Regions from separate parts of the Zea mays genome. Here region 2 is linked to region 1. The links are chromatin contacts, called in public Hi-C maps. All regions are on one chromosome and are shown on one strand. Each heading gives the region's core, a stretch centred on a gene start, on an enhancer-like site or on the middle of the called end of the contact. The rest is flanking DNA. Distances are from core to core; before and after follow the strand shown. Region 1 holds the start of LOC542010 (outer cell layer5a). Region 2 holds the start of LOC100501093.

Region 1 (4,662 bases), core at 1,550-4,049:
ATGTGCGTCGATTACATCAGACTGAATAAGGCATGCCTAAAGGATCCCTTCCCCCTTCTGTGCATCGATCAGGTGGTCGATTCTACCTCCAGTTGCGAGGTAATTCTAAGCTTCCTTGATGCCTACTCAGGCTATCACCAGATCATGATGAAGGAATCCGACCAACCCACAACCTTCTTCATCACCCCTTTCGGCTCATACTGATATGTAATGATGTCGTTCGGTCTAGAGAACATGGGGCCACGTCCCAATGATGCACGATTAAATGTTTCAATGACCTAATTGGAAGAATTGTGGAGGCCTATGTTGATGACATCGTGGTCAAGACCTGGCGGTCCGAGGGCCTCGTCCATATCCTGAGGGAAACATTTGACAAGCTAAAGTCAACGATTTTAAATTGAATCTAGAAAAGTGTGTCTTCAGTATTGCAGGGGGCATGCTGCTCGGCTTCTTAGTCCCCGAGCGGGGAATCGAGGCCAATCCAGAGAAGGTTTCCGCCATCACGAATATGGGACCCATATGGGATCTCAAGGGCGTCCAACGAAGCATGAGGTGCTTGGCGTCCCTCAGCCGCTTCGTATCACGCCTCGGGGAGCGTGGGTTACCGCTTTACAAGATGTTGAGGAAAATCAACTGCTTCGAATGGTTGATGGAGGCGCAGGAGGCAGTCAATGGCTTGAAGAGCCTCCTGATTCGAGCCACCATCCTGGTGCCGCCGAAGGACAAGGAGTCACTCTTACTATACGTTGCAGGGACTACCCAGGTGGTGAGCTTGGTGCTCGTCATTGAAAGACAGGAAGATGAAGGTGTGTGGCCGCTTTAGCACCCCGTCTACTTCATAAGCGAAGTCCTCACCGGCTTGAAAACTCGCTACCCCCAGGTACAAAAGCTCCTGTACACCGTCTTAATTACTAAATAGAAGCTTAGACACTATTTAAAATCACATCCTATCACCATGGTGACGTAGTTCCCCCTAGGTGAGGTGACCCACAATCCGAACATTTCTAGGAGAATCGCCAAATACCCTCCTACACCCCATGAGCAACGATCAAATCACTAGTCCTTCTTGATTTCGTCGTGGAGTGGACCGAGACCCAATTGGAGCCGGTGCCAACTACTGAGAAATGTTGGATCATGCATTTTGATGAGTCACTTAGAAAGGAGGGAGCCCACGGTGACCTCGTTTTCACGTCATCATCGGGGGAACAACTGTGATATGTTGTGCAACTCAATTTTCAAGCTTGTAACAATGTGGCCGAGTATGAAGCCCTCGTAAATGGGCTACACATTGTCGTGCAGTTGGGTGTTCGGCGTCTAGATATCCGAGGAGACTCTCATCTCATCATAGGACATGAGATGAAGTAGTTGTAATGCCGCGACCGCAAGATGGCGGCGTACTGTCAGGAGGTAAGGTGGATGGAGGAGCAATTCGATGGTCTTGAACGAAATGACAAACACCCTAATGAAAATGGCATCGGGGCAAACGACCGTCCCACTGGGGATCTTTGCGACCGACCTTTTTAAGCCAACCGCTCGATACGACGAGGACCGCCAGAGGGACGGGAAATTCTTAAGCGCGGGCCCGCTGACCCAAGAATAGGTCGCTGTCGTGGAAGGATAGATCCCCTTCAATTCCCTAGTCACCTGGATCCCCTCAAATTACCTGGTCACCAAATCAACCCTAAGGTAGTAATTGATCTCGCTGATATAAGGAGTACTATGAGGTAATGATTTAGGGGGAAATGGTGTCTATGAATCTGTAATAGACTGTAAAAGATGATTCAAATGAAAGCTTCATATTTACAAGAGGGGCCAATAACTAGAAAAATCTGAGAGGGGCATGGAAAGTGGTTTTACATATTAAAGTCATGCTCAGCAGACCGTGTATATGGATGTGTAAAACACTGTTTGCATTATAAACTGCACTATTTCTAAAGTAAAATTTGAAATAGAAAGTGTGATAGGGGTGCCACAAAAAGGCGGCCGGAGACCGCCTAAGGTACTAAAGTGCTAGTAGGCAAAACGAAACTGAAGGCAAATCTTGAGTTGGCATCAGCAAAAATTGCATAACCACAAGATATAGAAACGTGAAACAACTATTAAATTAAAAGAGAAGAGTAAATAGAGATGACAATAACATTTATAGTTCATGCAAGTGATCAATGATAACTACATGGAGTTCATCCCGATGGATGCAATGTAGGTGCAAGGAGGAAGGACAAACGCTACATACTAAGGAAAAAAATAAATGGAAAGAAGTGTTCATAATATTATACTAGCATTTGACGTCCTGATCAGGCACCATGCATGCCCTGCCTTCACATGAACAACATGAGCTGTCTGCGGCTCGTCGAAACTTTGAATACTTGCCTCTATATATTTTTTTTTAAAAAAATAGAGCATGCACAGCTAAGCCGCCGCACTGTAAAATTTGGCAGCAGCAAAAGTTCAAGACAAAAGGCAGGCGATACATGAAGGCGTACCAGCAGTGTAGTGGTAGTAGCTGTCACCGGGAGTACGTACTTTTCTACTGCTTCTTCTACCTTGATCCAAATGTTACCGTACACTCTCTTTCTCTCTCTCTCCCCTAGCTCGCTCTCGTCTGCTGAGTGTCTGACTCCCTCTCCTCTCGCTGCCTGAGCAATAAACGCTGCACCCTCTCCCAATAAATGCGTTTGCATCCATCCGCTAGCTAGCTCTCCGCTCCCCAGCTAGCTCGCAATAACTCCTTCCTCCCCACCTCCACATTCTCCCATCCGCCCTGCTTTCCCCTCCAACCATGCCGTCTTCTTCCTCCCCGAGATCTCGCCATGCCTGCTCTCCCGCCTCCTGCTAGCTAGCCTAGCCTAGCCAGCTGCGTGCGTGCGTGCGTGATCGTTTCCTGCATGCGATATCACCAACGCTTCGCTGGAAGAAGGCGTCGTCACAGACAGGGATCGAAGGTACAGATCGCCTGTCAGCCTAGCTAGCCGGCTTCTTGTCGTCCTTCTCGGAGCTCTTGCGTGTGCGTGCCCTAGATCTGCTGCCTGCGCTGTTACGTCATATTACGTGGCGTGTAAGCAGTGATCTGTGGACATTTTTAGGCTAACGCGCTTGCATTTTCTCTCTCTCTCTCTTGGTTGACTTGCTTGGCCTCACAGACATATATATATATGTATACGCGTGACACGCATCTTTCTTCTTTGGGTACCCTTCTTCTTTCTTTGCAGAATAAAAGTTGATCGATGGTAGAGAGCAAGAGCTAGCTAGGGTTTGGGAGCTGAGGCTAGGACCGAACGTACGTACGTGCTGCCATTGTTCATGACGCCGGCAAGGCGCGTGCCGCCGGCGGCGATGATCGGCCGGAATGGCTTCGCGTTTGGGTCCTCGTCGGCGCTGTCTTTAAGCCAGGTGATGATTATTTCCAGTGAGAAATCTTTTGGACTGTGCTGGGTCAGCCGTCGTCTCTCTCTAGTAGCTATAGCTACTGTGCTAGTTCTACTTTATGGTGGGGAAAATAAAGCAGTGACAAATTAAAGCCAGAGAAGATTATTCTTCCAGTGTTTGAGTTTTTTTCCCTCTCCTTGCTAGTATATTTTCATGTCGTGTTCTTAATTAATGCTCCTGCTTGAGCATACATTTTTCTTGTTCATTAATTTAATTTCCGTGGGCTAAGTATAGGTTGTTGTACATATGTGCGTGTATTTATGGTTTCCACTGGCATATCCTCGTAAAATTAAAGCTAAAATTCCTGTCTTCTCATTCTGAATGGAAGCACCCTAGCTAATCGACATGCATACTGCTCTTCGTGCATTGATTCATCATGATTCTGCATTCAATGTTTTTTGGAAGTAGCTTAAAAATGTTGATTCATCATAATACTGCTCCAAAAGTGTTTTTTTTCAAAAAAAAAACTTGTTGCATCTTTAATGCTCCATTAACTTGGTCAAATGACATATTCAGTAGTGTCATCTCTTAAATTCTGACTCCTGCTGGAATCGCAGGCTGACCTCCTAGACAGCCATCAGCTGCAGCAAGCGTTCCAGCAGCAGCTCTTCGATCAGATCCCGACCACCACCACAGTGGACGATAGCAGCGACAACCTCATCCATGGCCGCTCTGACACGCTGGTAGATGAGTTCGAGAGCAAGTCCTGCAGCGAGAATCCCGACGGAACCTCTGGTGACGATGGCCTGGAGGAAGACCCCAATCAGCGGCCGAACAAGAAGAAGCGATACCACCGCCACACCCAGCACCAGATCCAAGAGATGGAGGCGTAAGAACGATAGCTTGAGCTCCCCTTCCTCTAAGCATGCACCATTTGAAAGGATTCATTTTCGAGATAGATAGATAATTTCATTTCATTCATTAAAAATCGTGTCTGATTGTTTAATTGGGGACGACTGTGAATTGTGATTGGTCAGGTTCTTCAAGGAGTGCCCGCACCCGGACGACAAGCAGCGGAAGGAGCTGAGCCGGGAGCTCGGCCTCGAGCCGCTGCAGGTCAAGTTTTGGTTCCAGAACAAGCGCACACAGATGAAGGCAAGCAAGCTCTACTGCACACACACCGTTCCTGATTCCGTGACGTACGTTGCTGCTGATAATGCAAACCAACGTGATTACTGCAGAACCAGCACGAGCGGCACGAGAACGCGCAGCTGCGCGCGGAGAACGACAAGCTGC
Region 2 (4,403 bases), core at 1,017-3,516, 130 kb before region 1:
ATAAGCTTCCTAGGGCGAACCATGATGAAGAGTCTATCGATGTAATCGAACATGCACTGGAAAACCTCAGCAAATGTTGTTGGAGAGGGCTGTAGAACAAAACACCAGACAAAATTACAGTCAATACAAGTAACAGAAACAATACTAGAACTACGGACAGAACAGCAGACAGAGTAATAGCTGACACAGCCTCAACGTCCTCTAAATCTATCATCTATATCTGTCCTTTACGGTCTCCTCTAAAAGATCCCATCCTCTATATCTCCTTCCTCTCCAACAAAGTCCTCTAAATCACGTCCTCTATACGCAAATACCTATATTAGAGACATTTTCTTATTTTTAAATTTTTACATATGTATTGTCATACTCTCAAATGTATTGTACATATTTTGGTTTTGCTAAACCGGTTGTTTAAAGTATTCAAATAGATAGAGGACCATTCAGAGAAACTCTATATATAGAAGATCCAGCAGTGTCCTCTAAATTTAGGACGTTGCTGGAGGGAGGCTGGAGGGGGTACAGGACCGTTCGATCCTCTATATTTAGGGTAGAGGAGCCTTTACACGCTCTGTTGGAGAGAGCCTTTTAGGTTGTCTCCAGCAACGTCCCCTAAATTACATCCCCTAAAGGAATATTCCTTGTCCTTTACAGCACACTCTAAAAGATTCTGTCCTCTATATCTTCTCCATCTCCAGCAACGTCACTAAATTCGGTCCTCTATATCTACAGTGCTACGAGATTTCAAAATACATATTGGTTTTTCACCGCTTAAAAAACAGTTCATATGTCGCGAAATTAAAATACGCTACACAGTACATATTGATTTTGTGGTGAAAATAAGAGTATTACATATTTAAGCAAATAATGTACCAAACATTTGTATTGGAGCAAATAATATAAAAAGCTAACCGACTCAGTTTTCTAAAATAAATTCGTATTGGACAGAACATCGTTCATGTGTATATTGCTTGTCAGACATTTCGTCGATCAGGAATCAGGCGTCCACGATTTCCATGCCAAGCCATGGACGCGGTGCGCAGTATGCAGCAACACCATAAGCACGACGAGGTAGACGACCGACCTCCTGTCGCCCCTCCTGTCTTCCTCTTCCCTCGTGTATTCCCTCTCGGCCATGCTGCCCGGCTGTACGCGCTGCTCAGACTGCGGCGGCGAGACGACTTTTTCTGCTCCGCGGGAGGGGGCAGCGACGGGGATGACGGCGAGGCAGTCGAGCTCATCATCACTGAGAGCTACGACGACCTTGACCAGAGCAGAGGATGCTTGGAGCTCATGTACCGTGAGGCGACCTCATGGGACTTGGGCGGAGAGGAGCGACGGCAGAGGATCTCGATGACGGGGACGATGAAGTCAAGCACGGGAGTGAACACACCCTAAATTTTACCAGATGCTATAGCGGCTGTTGTTGGAGGCGTGCCGAACGTCTTCATCCGCTACATTTAGCGTACAGGGTGATTTACCGGGTCTTGTTGGAGAGAGTCTTATTAGAGATTCCTGTCAAATGCAGGTGCTTAAAGCAATGCTACTAGGGAAATGAAAACGTAGGGATTTTGGCCCACATAGGACAGAGGAGTAACTTCATCATGTAGCATCAAATCCGGTGAGGTGCTATATATGATTTTAGTCTGTTAGGGTTGCTCGCCTATCTAAGCCCCAACCAAAACAGATTCTTGAAATGGAATCTTGAGGCCTTGAATGAATGCTTAATGATGTCGCAAGCATCTTATTAAGCAGTAGTTGCATCGTACCAGAGTCCAGAGAACAAGCAGTCTCACGAGCCGACAAGACAAGCACAAATCCAATAAGATTTACCACAGAGGCGTCGAGTTGCAGCCTGATTATTCGGTGATTACGTACCCTATCCTCGGGGTGGAAGCAGGGGTGTATGATGCCGTTCATGTCGAGGTAGAGGTTGTCGAACTCGAGGCCGTTGGGGTTGGGCTTGGAGGTGTCGACGGGGACCCGGACGCCCTCGATCTCGACGGGCTCCTCCTCCACCACGTCCACCACCACCATCGGGTACTTCTCCGCCAGCCACCGGTAGAACGCCGGCACACCCATCTCACCGCCTACTCTGCCGGAACCCTAAACCTAGAAGCGGTGGTCGCGGGCGCGGATGCAGGCAGAAGAGGCGCGCGGGACCGATCTGGCGGGCGGGAAGCGTGTCGGGAGCGGGAGCTCGCACGGAGCGGCGGAGCGAGAGGGCCGGGGGGATATGCGCTTTTGCGGCGCTGCACAAATATCTCGGACAGGAGGGGATGATGCGTGTTTTTTTACGGTCTGAACCCTGCGGAGCCGGGTTTTCTAGTTTTGCTTTGTAACGCGTGGAGTTCGTTGACTCGACGAGACGAGCACGGGGTCGGTCCGTGGGCCAAAATGAGTATATGCTGGGCTGTTATTATGGTCTGATTCTTGATGGTTTCCCCAGTAGCCCAGAGGCCCGGATGAGCCCAGCCTTTTATCCTTTATACTCTCCTCTTCTGGATACGTCAAACCCGAGCAATATGTTCCGTTTTCTTTGTGTTTTAGCGTTTTCTATTTAAGCTCATGCGTTGCATAGAATCTCATAATCTTATGGCCTATTTGCATCAGATTATAGCTTCAGTTTAAATAGTTTTTTTTTTAATCTGAATAAAAAATAAAATTTCTTATCTAAATGTCTTCTAAAGGTTTACAACTTTAGCTCCATAATTTTCTAGAGCTTCTAGTATCATTTTTCACCAACTTAACCATATTTTCTAAGCCGGAGCAATTCAAAATAAAGCCTTAAAATCATATATCATGTAATTAATTAACACAAGTTATCTATATTCATATAAGGATGGACCATAAATTTGAGTCATATATATACATGATATAGAGGGCATTCAAAGCAATGAGCAAATCTTTTCTTTATGCTTATCTTAGTTCCTATATTTATCACCAAACGTTTATGTAAAGTTAATTATGTTAGTGAAAAGGTCGCGAGGAACTTGATTGTGCAATGTTACGAATGGATTCTAGCCAGGCGTGACGAAGGATGCTAGCACATTCCAAAAAGGATCTTGTTGTTGCTTAGACGGAAAGAATATGTGTTTCTAAAAAATTAGTAACAAAAAACTTTGCAGCCGATTAACAGACCATGGAACCTTCACATCATGGAATCTGCACAATGTTGTAGTCTTCGCGCAACATAGAAAGCTCAACAACAAATACGTGTACAAATCTAACTCAAACTAAACTTGTAGATGTGCTTTTGGAGATGCCTAGTAACAAACAAATGAAGTATATGCACTTATAAACATACATCCAAGTACATTGAGTGAAGAGCAAATAGGCAAAACTCATAATGTATCCCATGGTTCAGGTCACCACCAAGGTTAGTATACACCCACGGTGTTGAGGAAGCCAACAGTTTTGGAGTCTCTTTCGACTTGCACCTCTTCTCTAGCCCATAACTAAGGTAGTGAGATAGAGGATTCCACATAGATTCTCAGACGATATACAAACTTCATTGTAGCTCACCGCAACCATGAGAGCTCATTAGACAATGCATAGTCGTCTAGGAGGCTTCACCTAATCACCTCTAATAATAATCAATGCGCAACGAATAATTGATGAAACCAGAAAAGTGCTCAAAGGTATTGTTTGCTCTCAAATGCTCACTAATGAGTTTAGAAATGGTTGAGTCAGCAACATAGCTAAGAGACATGGGATGAATATATATATACCCACCCTACAAAAACTAGTTGTTATGACCTGCAAAGTGAAGAGCCTCCACCCATCGGTGTAGAGTGTCTTCATAAATGTCTGGAGACTCCGCGGGTCCTTAGGACAACATAAGCGACTTCACGTAAAACGTCATAGTTTTTTACTCCAAACTCCATTTTCAACGACATTGGAGCTTTTGGAAAGCTTGTTTTGAGGGCTTTATAACCTAACTAATAACAAGCCCCAAGATCAATAGGTGCATGTATTATGACATTTTATTTTTCTCATGTTAGCCATATAGTGTTCCACATAGATGGTGAAATGAAAGCCATTATATTCCACATAGTGTTCTCTCATGCCATTTTATTCCACGTAGTGTTGAGATGAAAGCCACTATATAAAATCACTAAAATAAAGGGTTAGACCCAAAAGAAACAAGGCATAGAACATGCTCCCCTTAAAATGTGCACCAAGTACTCGAATTACTTGTTTAATGCTTTATCGATTTAAGAGCCTAGAGGAATTCATCCTTGTAACACCTTGAATTTGGGGGTATAAAATTTCTTTGCTTGTATCCACAAATTCAGGGGTTACTCCTCTTTTCTCTCCCTTCTTGAGTACCTTTTTCTTTAGAAAGGGTTATTATTTTGGAAGTGTAGATGTTTTTCCTATGAGTAAAACCTCAAAAGTATAAA

What was found. A called contact is a pair of places that touch in the nucleus more often than the background predicts.
Region 2: a Hi-C map of leaf shows a contact between it and region 1, with 2.9 times the contacts expected there. The contact joins the promoter of LOC100501093 here to the promoter of LOC542010 in region 1. A contact is called at or near these places in 10 of 25 Hi-C or Micro-C datasets (ear, leaf, seedling and 2 more).

What each region holds. Positions count from the first base shown.
Region 1 is chr4:30,914,647-30,919,308 of Zm-B73-REFERENCE-NAM-5.0, reverse strand. It overlaps LOC542010 (outer cell layer5a), which reads left to right and starts at 2,799. Exons shown (of 12, transcript NM_001111657.2): 1 at 2,799-2,942; 2 at 3,210-3,390; 3 at 3,984-4,255; 4 at 4,404-4,521; 5 at 4,608-4,662. The coding sequence starts at 3,301.
Region 2 is chr4:31,046,470-31,050,872 of Zm-B73-REFERENCE-NAM-5.0, reverse strand. It overlaps LOC100501093, which reads right to left and starts at 2,266. Exons shown (of 23, transcript NM_001322411.1): 1 at 1,876-2,266; 2 at 1-89. The coding sequence starts at 2,079.